Linked DNA regions of Zea mays: region 1 is linked to region 2. The links are chromatin contacts, called in public Hi-C maps. All regions are on one chromosome and are shown on one strand. The core of a region is the stretch at or near the end of the contact, and the rest is flanking DNA. Distances in the headings are between cores, read along the strand shown. Region 1 holds the start of LOC103651053 (cinnamoyl-CoA reductase 1). Region 2 holds the start of LOC100282874.

Region 1 (4,275 bases), core at 1,366-3,865, 170 kb before region 2:
TACTGTATATGTGTAGCACCTCCCCTCCTAACCCAATCTCCACCTCTCCTTTGCAGAGAGAAACAACTCGATCGATCGATCAAGAAGACCGGCGAGGCTCTAGCTCCAGACCGACAATGCCGTACGCAGCCACAAGGACGTCGCCGCAGCAGCACAGCCGCGTGGCCAGCAACGGGAGGGCCGTGGCGGCGTGCGCAGGCCACGCGGGCGTGCCGGACGAGGTGGCGCGGCACCACGAGCACGCGGTGGCCGCGGGGCAGTGCTGCTCTGTGATGGTGCAGTCCATCGCGGCGCCGGCGGACGCGGTGTGGTCGCTGGTGCGCCGCTTCGACCAGCCGCAGGGGTACAAGCGCTTCATCAGGAGCTGCCACCTGGTGGACGGCGACGGCGTCGAGGTGGGGTCCGTGCGGGAGCTCCTGGTCGTGTCCGGGCTGCCCGCCGAGAACAGCCGCGAGCGGCTTGAGATCCGGGACGACGAGCGGCGGGTGATCAGCTTCCGGATCCTGGGCGGCGACCACCGCCTCGCCAACTACCGCTCCGTGACCACCGTGCACGAGGCGGCCTCAGAGGGCGGGCCGCTCACCATGGTCGTCGAGTCCTATGTGGTGGACGTGCCGCCGGGGAACACCGTCGAGGAGACGCGCATCTTCGTGGACACCATCGTTCGGTGCAACCTCCAATCCCTCGAGGACACGGTTATCAGGCAGCAGGCGATGGCGGCACCGGCAGCGCCGCACAACGACCACAACCACAGCTGATCGCCGCCGGGCCCGGCCGGCTGGACACCCTCGCAGTGGGGGCTGCCGGTTTCTTCGGAGGCTTCATCTGCCATTTATGATGTTTTCTTTCGCCGTTGGTATTCTATAGTTTCACCAATAAGAAGAATAGGTACTGTGAACTTTTTAAAGGTTGAGGTTGTTCGTCTTCCCTTTCTTAAACTCTAAAAACGACAATAAAGTATTGTATGATACACCACCAATAATATTAAGACCAGTAAAGTAGTATAGTTCTAATATATATGTGTAAGTTTGTGTATAGATATATATCTTTTCTTTTATATATAGTTCTGGCATGATAGGACTAGCTAGCCAATATATGTGTGCATGGCTGCATGCTCTTGAGGGTTTATTTTTTCTTTTTCTTGGTCAAACATGCAGTACCTTTTATATTACTGCTCTGTTGTGTATGAATGTTTGTGTAAGTAAACAAGTCTTAGGGAGATCATTAAGTGAAAATATACAAGATGAGCTAAAATTTTTAAAAAGCCCAAAGAACTGAACAATCTGTAGCTAGGTATGATGCTAAAAAAGAGAAATAGAAGATAGCTTCAAGTAAAAAGTACCTAGACGAAATTGGTATTGCTAGTTCTAAACAAATTTTTTTTGAGAATCTCTGAATCTGAAACATTTATACGAGAGAACGTGAATCCTGCCAAAGGCACCCTTAATTTTTCTTTAGGGGCCGTTCGGTTATCTAGGAACCGTGACCTAGAACAATTCCGAGTCAGCTTTTTTAATTTATGTAAGTTTTGATCAACCTGAAAAAAATCCATGGCTATTCCTGGAGAAATGAACAGGGCCTTAGGGTTCTCTTGTTCGTATTGGTTCGACCTTCAAAATGTTTGTGAACTATATATATATATATATATATATATATATATATATATATATATATATATATATATATATATATATATATATATATATATATATATATATATATATATATATATATATATATATATATATATATATATATATATATATATATATATAAAGAGAGAGAGAGAGGGAGATGGGGGAAATCATTACCCGTGTACGTGAAACCCAGAATGTGATAGTGCGCTGTATATGATAGTCGCAGTCCTGTGCTTGGGCTAGTTAGTTTATCTCTGTTTGTCATTATGCATGTTCTCAGATGATGCAGGGCGTGTCGTGTCCTAGAGAGTTCAGGGCGTCGTGGCGGCGATCGAGTCCGTGGTGTTGGGATGGCAGGACTTGTTCAGTGGCTTGCCGCGCATGTAGGAGCTGGAGACAGCCAGCCACGTTTTGGAGTCGTGTGTGTTCTTATATTCAGTTAATATATACAGAGAAAACGATGTTGAGTTTTACAGCACAAGCAACTGTCCACAATAGCTCTGCATTTTTTTCAGGAGTTTGAGTTCGGCATTCTGGGCTAGAGCAAGTTTCGGAGCCATAAAATCGGAGGGGATTGTAAGAGCTAAAATCAGGTTTTAGGCCCTACAGCCTCCTTCAGTTTTTGTGGCTCTCAAACTAGTTGGAGTGTGTCACCGGGGTTCAGGATTCGCCGGGGCTGACAACAGTATAGTTGTATGCATGTATGGCTGTATGCGTGAAACTGATGGGATAGATACACAGCTCCTACTGTTCCGGATGGACCTCCTGCCTGCTGGACCCTGCTTCCATTCCAGAGAAAATTGCCCTGCTCCGTCTCGTTCAGTTCGTGGCGCCGAAATAACTGAACAATAATCGACTGCATGGAGCCATGGATGATGCCTAAACCCTGTCTGTACAGCCGCCTCGTTCCCGCCAAAACACAAAATGCCGCGCGCCCCGATGCCTTTTCTAACGTCGGATGTGGGCATCAGACATCATGCCGGCCTGGGTGTTGTATACCCGTTCTAATAATGGCCAGAGGAAACAAGAGTGGGCGTGACTTGGTGCATTCATATTTAGAGGCGAGCTAGCGCCGGCCTAGCGGCATCGACATGGAGGCGGACGAGGACAGCGCTGGTGGCCTCCTCTGCGTGACGGGCGGCAGCGGCTTCATCGGCTCCTGGCTGGTGCGCCTGCTCCTCGACCGCGGCTATACCGTCCACGCCACCGTCAAGAACCTCCGTGCGTAGTAGCAGTTTTCTCTATCTGTTAGCCTGTTACAGTAGATGCATGTAGATCATCGAATTCATTCGCACGCGCGCGCACGGCGCCGGCGCACATGATGATCGAGACATGATAAAACGAAACGAGATTTGCAAAGCTCTCTTTGTTCGTTTGTCGCAGAGGACGAGGGCGAGACGAAGCACCTGCAGGCCCTGGACGGCGCGGACGCGCGCCTCCGGCTGTTCCAGATGGACCTCCTCGACCCTGCCTCCTCCATGCGACAGGCGATCGAGGGCGCCCGCGGTGTCTTCCACCTGGCGTCCCCTCTGACGCTGCACACCCAGGACCCGGAGGCAACTCTTCCTACACAATCTTTCAGTTTCACCAACTGGAAAAAAAAACCAAATCTAATTCTATAATTTATATGGATGCACGGTGGAGCAGCAGATGTTTGGTATAGCTCCATACTTTTCTGTTTTTTGATGTACGGTGGAGCTGGTTAACTTAGATGTGTTTGGATACAATAAATTGGATTTAAATCTATACCTGTTTTTGATGAATCTGGTGGACCTATCCCAAACATGCCATGAGTTTAGTGAATCTATGGAGTGAAGCAGATCCGCTAGTGAAACTGATTAAAAAATTAGACTTAAATCTAATTTTAATGGAGTTGTTCTAGACGTACCCATACTATAACCACGCCTTTTTCACCGTGATTACTTACTGCTCGGTGCTCGCAGAAGGAGCTGCTGGAGCCCGCGCTGAAGGGCACGCTCAGCGTCCTCCGCGCCGCCAAAGACTGCGGCGTCCAGCGTGTTGTTCTCATGTCGTCAAAGTCAGCCATGCTGCCGAATCCTGCCTGGCCTGCGGACAAGGCGATGGTCGAGGATGACTGCTGGGCCGACGTTGAGCTCCTCAAGAGACGTCAGGTAACAGACGTGCACTACAACGTTGGCAGATGCAGATTTTCCTTGCATGTTAATCGATGCAAACGTACAATGTCTGCAGTAAAAGAAAATATAAAGGACCAAATTAGAACGTAACGTGTTCTTATGCATAACATGTTTATCGATCAAGCTGCTGCTGGCTACTTTCACAACCATGTGCATGCTTATATAGACAGCATGTGTCTACGACTTGCTGATTCATTCGTGCAGCTCTGGTACAACGTCTCCAAAACGTTGGCAGAGAAGGCGGCGTGGGAGTTCGCCGAAAGGGAGAGTTTGCAGCTGGTTGTGCTGAATCCAGGGACTACTCTGGGCCCGTTTTTCACGCCATCAGTGAACACCAGCCTGAATATCCTGCTGCAGCTACTGAGAGGTTGGTTAGCCATCGTCATTCATCACAGCGTCACATCTGAATCGCAAATGGGTTTTCATGCAATGAACAAACACATATATGGCGCAAGTCGTTCCTGAAGGTTGAAAATTGACCA
Region 2 (4,373 bases), core at 1,254-3,753:
ATAGACTGGACTGCTTTTTGCTTAACACCTCTTATATTTTAGTATTAGTAATTTACACATTTAGGGTCCGTTTGTTATCCAGGAATTAAAATAAAAGTAACTAAAGTTTAGTTTAGTTACTTAGGAGCTAAAGATTCAAACAGGAATATATTGACTACAATGGTAAATTATCAATTTAGTCACTACACTTTCTGTTTGAATCTTTGGCTCCCAAGCGACCAAACTTTAGCCCCGTTTGTTTTATCCTACTAAATTTTAATCTCTATCACTTAGTTTTGAGCTGTATAATTGGTTTTATACTTAGATTATATTTAATACTTGTAATAAATATTCAATATATAATGTATACTAAACGTTAGTCTCTGCAACCAAATATGTCATTAGTCACTTTTATTTAGCTTCTAGGATCCATAAAGGCCCTCCGCTGGCTCTGGTTGTTAACCAGTTCCACACTTCCACTAGTCCAATCAATTCTAGGGCCCTGTATCCAGCAATGCACTAGTTTTTTTGGCTTTGTCTTTGATGTTGTTGATTAGGGATGAAAATGGAAACGGTAATTTTCGGATACCGGAAATTATTTTCGAAATTTTACCGAAATTTAGGTCTAAACGGAAACGAAAACGGTTACCGAAAATACGGAAACGGAATCGGTAGAAAAACTCGGAATCAGAAACGGAAACAGTTTGGATCTCTTCCGACCGTTTCCGGAAATTACCGTTTTTATTCGGTATTTTACCGTCGGTAATAAATTCGGTATTTTTCAGAAAAAATATTAAATCTGAACTAATCTTTATAAATTTATAATAAATTCATCTTAGCTTAGAAAGATATAAAACTAATTTTATTATTTTTCTAAAATCAAGATCTATCTAATGATATATAGTTTAGAATCGTTTGAAACTTTTATAAATCTTATTTATGTTTTCTTACCTTTTATTACTCTTGATACATATATTCATAATTTGAATGAGAACTTAAGAAGTACTAAGAGGACACTAATTATATTGACTATACCAAGTAGTAGGTGTATAAATAGAATGTAAGTGCCATATCATTATACACATCTTGATTCTACTTTATTTAAATATATAATAATGATTTTATTGTTTTATGATTTCTTATTTTATATATTTATTGTGGCCTGCTACCTTATATATTATTATTAATTTTATATAAATGTATGACTTACGTGAATTTTTGAAGTCAATTGAGGGTACAAGTTACAATTTTTACCGATCGAATTTTTAGATTTCGATCGTAACCGGTGTAATTTTTGTACCGAACTTTCGTTTTCGATGTTTTCGAATTACCGATATCGTTTTCGGTTCCGGAGTTACCGTTTTCGATCTCGTTTCCGAGGAAAAATATGAAAACGAAAATGGTTTTTGTGTTTACCGATCGTTTCCGACCGTTTTCACCCTTATTGTCGATGATCTGTTTTCTTTTGTGTTTTTTTTTCAATTAAAACCTCTTATGTTTCTCTCTAGCCAAATTCTCATTCTCACCACTACCCGTGCTAGTGTTCCTTGCTTGGCTGATGTTGTTCCTTAGGGGCATTTACAGTGGTAGATTTCATAATTAAGAAAGAAATGAGATATTTATTGAAACAATCTCTCATAGTGAAGAGTTTCATTCAGCACGGTTTCATAGTTAACATGTAAAAGACAATATGTCTAGGTAATAATGTATACATGGTTTCATCTCCATGAAAATCATTTCATCTCTTTGTTTATTAATTGCTTGCCACATCATCTAAACTGCTGACATGGCACACCATTAATAAGAACGAAGCCCCTATGAAACTGACCATAGAAAATGGCATTAGCATCTAAGGTGCACAAAATAGTCTTTATGTCGTCTTAGGTAGCCCACAATGAGGGGTGCAACTTTCTTCTGTTAGACTGTATCTTTCCAAACTCATTTTGACAGTAAGTGTACATTCAGTGAATATGTGATACATTATTTCAAGGTTTCAGAAGCACAACTGATGGAAATAGTTATTTGGATAGCTCCATAGTTAATTGGTGTACTTTGTTGTTTATAAAACCAAAAATTACAATGTTCGAGAGGGTTAAGTTCCAATAGAATTTTTTGGGTTCCATCCTTATTAGAATAGGTAGGTTTGACGTCACGACTCTTCTCGTTTATTAGAGTTTGGGACGGTTGAGCAATATATGCGTAGTTCTTCACATTCGTCTAAATTTATAATGTTTTCTAGACTAAACTAACTATTGAAATATGACACATACACAATTATCATTTACTGATGTTATAGAGATAAGTTTCTCTCTTCTTTTGGTTTGAGAGATCCAAAGGGATTAAGATACTCCATTTGCTCTAATTTTGGCAGTTCCTCACACTCGTCATGCTTTCACGAATCATTCACGAGGCTGGAAGCGTCAGTGCCGTTGGATTTGAGAAGATCACGAGACCAACGGGCAACGGCGGACGAGAAACCGCCATTCGGATAGCACGGGCGCACCTGCCGACCGGCGAAACCCAGCCGCATACTCGCGCCCATTCTCGCCGCGCACGATGCTCCGTCTCCCCACCCTCACCGCCCTTAAACCCTCAACCCCCGCCATCAGCTTGAACCGTGTCGGCTGCAGCCATGGCCGCCGCCGCCGCAAGCTCATCTTTGTCTCATCCGCTCCTCCGCCGTCTTCTTCGTCTTCACGGCCTCCGAAGCCGACGTCGAACCCGGAACCACCAAAGCCCACACATGAGGCCCGCAACCGGAACCCGGATGGATCCACCGAGGCAGGGTTCCCCACAACCAAGCCCCGGAAGCCACGCCGTGGGCGCCGCAGCGAGTCGGCGGCCGTGGAGGACTTCGTCCGCAACCGCCTTGAGCAGGTCTTTGCCTCCATCCAGGAGCGCAACCCCGACGTCCTCGAGGGCAAAGGCGACATCCTGAAGCCGAAGGCCGATGTGGAGCGATTACCAGACGACGAGGGAGAGGGAGAAGGAGGAGAACAGAAGCCCGTGGTGGAAGAGGAGGACCCGAGCTGGCCGCTGGATGCCGATGTCGGATGGGGGATCCGGGCCTCAGAGTACTTCGACAAGCACTCGATCAGAAATGTCACAGTGGACGGGGTGGAGATCGATTGGGAAGGGGACGTCGACGAGGGGTGGGTCAAGGAAATCAATTGCTTGGAGTGGGAGAGCTTCGCATTCCACCCCAGCCCCTTAGTCGTCCTAGTCTTCGAGCGGTACAACAGGTAAGGACCATCCATTCCCTGTCTAGTTTTGATTTGTAAACTGTTGGCATTATGTTTGGAATGGGCTGTGTGTAACCCAATCACCATTTTAAGCTTTGCATTGTGTAATGCGGATGTCCGTAAAGTGTGAATCAAACGAAACTAGAAACTTCAGAACTGTCCTGGTACTGACAGATAAACGGCAAAACAGGCTTCAGTTTCTGGAATTGCTTTGTTTAGGGTGAAGTTTATTAGTTTATTTACAGGAGGCTTTGATTGTGTAGTATTGAACCCTGCATGATGTTGTGATTTGCAGGGCTGCTGACAATTGGAAGTTTCTTCAAGAATTGGAAAAGGCTGCTAAGGTGTACTGGAATGCTAAAGATCGCTTACCTCCTCGGGTAAGTTTGAATAGCATCTTTTGATTATTTGGCTGGGTTACTGGTCTTTGTGCAGGTCCTAAGTTTTGTTTTGTTTTGTTTAATAGACAGTCAAAGTTGATATAAATATTGAGAGGGATTTGGCATATGCACTTCAAGCAAGAGAATGTCCACAATTATTGTTCCTTAGGGGAAACAAGATCTTATATAGAGAAAAAGGTATGTCAAACTAACACCCCAACCTAGCCACCCCTATATGGTTCAAATTGTCCTTGTGAGAATTCTATAAAAAAAATAGTGAGGGTTACCTTTTTTCTTGCGGGAAATTAATTGAGAAACAAAATAGGTAAGTAGAGGTGAGACCTACTTATCATTGTGACATTTGAGAGGAAGAGGAAACTCCCATTAGAAGATTGGAGAGAAAAGGGGATCTATTAGTTGAGCCTCTCCACAATAGAGCAAAGGACGTATTTCCAGCTCAATTTATACGCCCATGCGGCCCATAAGATGAGCTCCTGACAGGATTCCCGTTGGAGTTCATCCTCCATTTTTCTCAATCTGAAGGTTTTGTTTCCATGCTAAAACGTCCATACAGTCAGTGGCGGACCCAGGGTCCAGCGACCCTAGGCGCCTGGCCAGACTTTGGTGCCAGCGCACAATTAGCTATTCATCGCAGCACCTTAATCGGAAGCTTTGAATCATTTGATCTGAGTGATGTCTTAAGTCTCGTCCGGGCTCTATTTCAGTTCTGGGTCCGCTACTGCATCCAATTCTGTTCCAGCCCCAGCTCAAT

Evidence for each region. Hi-C and Micro-C count contacts between places; a contact is called where the count stands out from the background.
Region 1: a Hi-C map of ear shows a contact between it and region 2, with 2.1 times the contacts expected there. The contact joins the promoter of LOC103651053 here to the promoter of LOC100282874 in region 2. A contact is called at or near these places in 2 of 25 Hi-C or Micro-C datasets (ear and leaf).

What each region holds. Positions count from the first base shown.
Region 1 is chr3:188,666,580-188,670,854 of Zm-B73-REFERENCE-NAM-5.0, reverse strand. LOC103651053 (cinnamoyl-CoA reductase 1) reads left to right here and starts at 2,615. Exons shown (of 5, transcript XM_020551164.2): 1 at 2,615-2,858; 2 at 3,021-3,769; 3 at 3,998-4,160. The coding sequence starts at 3,665. LOC100383409 reads left to right here. Exons shown (of 2, transcript NM_001176063.1): 2 at 57-1,040. The coding sequence starts at 117. The coding sequence ends at 758.
Region 2 is chr3:188,498,910-188,503,282 of Zm-B73-REFERENCE-NAM-5.0, reverse strand. It overlaps LOC100282874, which reads left to right and starts at 2,503. Exons shown (of 5, transcript NR_158979.1): 1 at 2,503-3,221; 2 at 3,517-3,601; 3 at 3,688-3,799.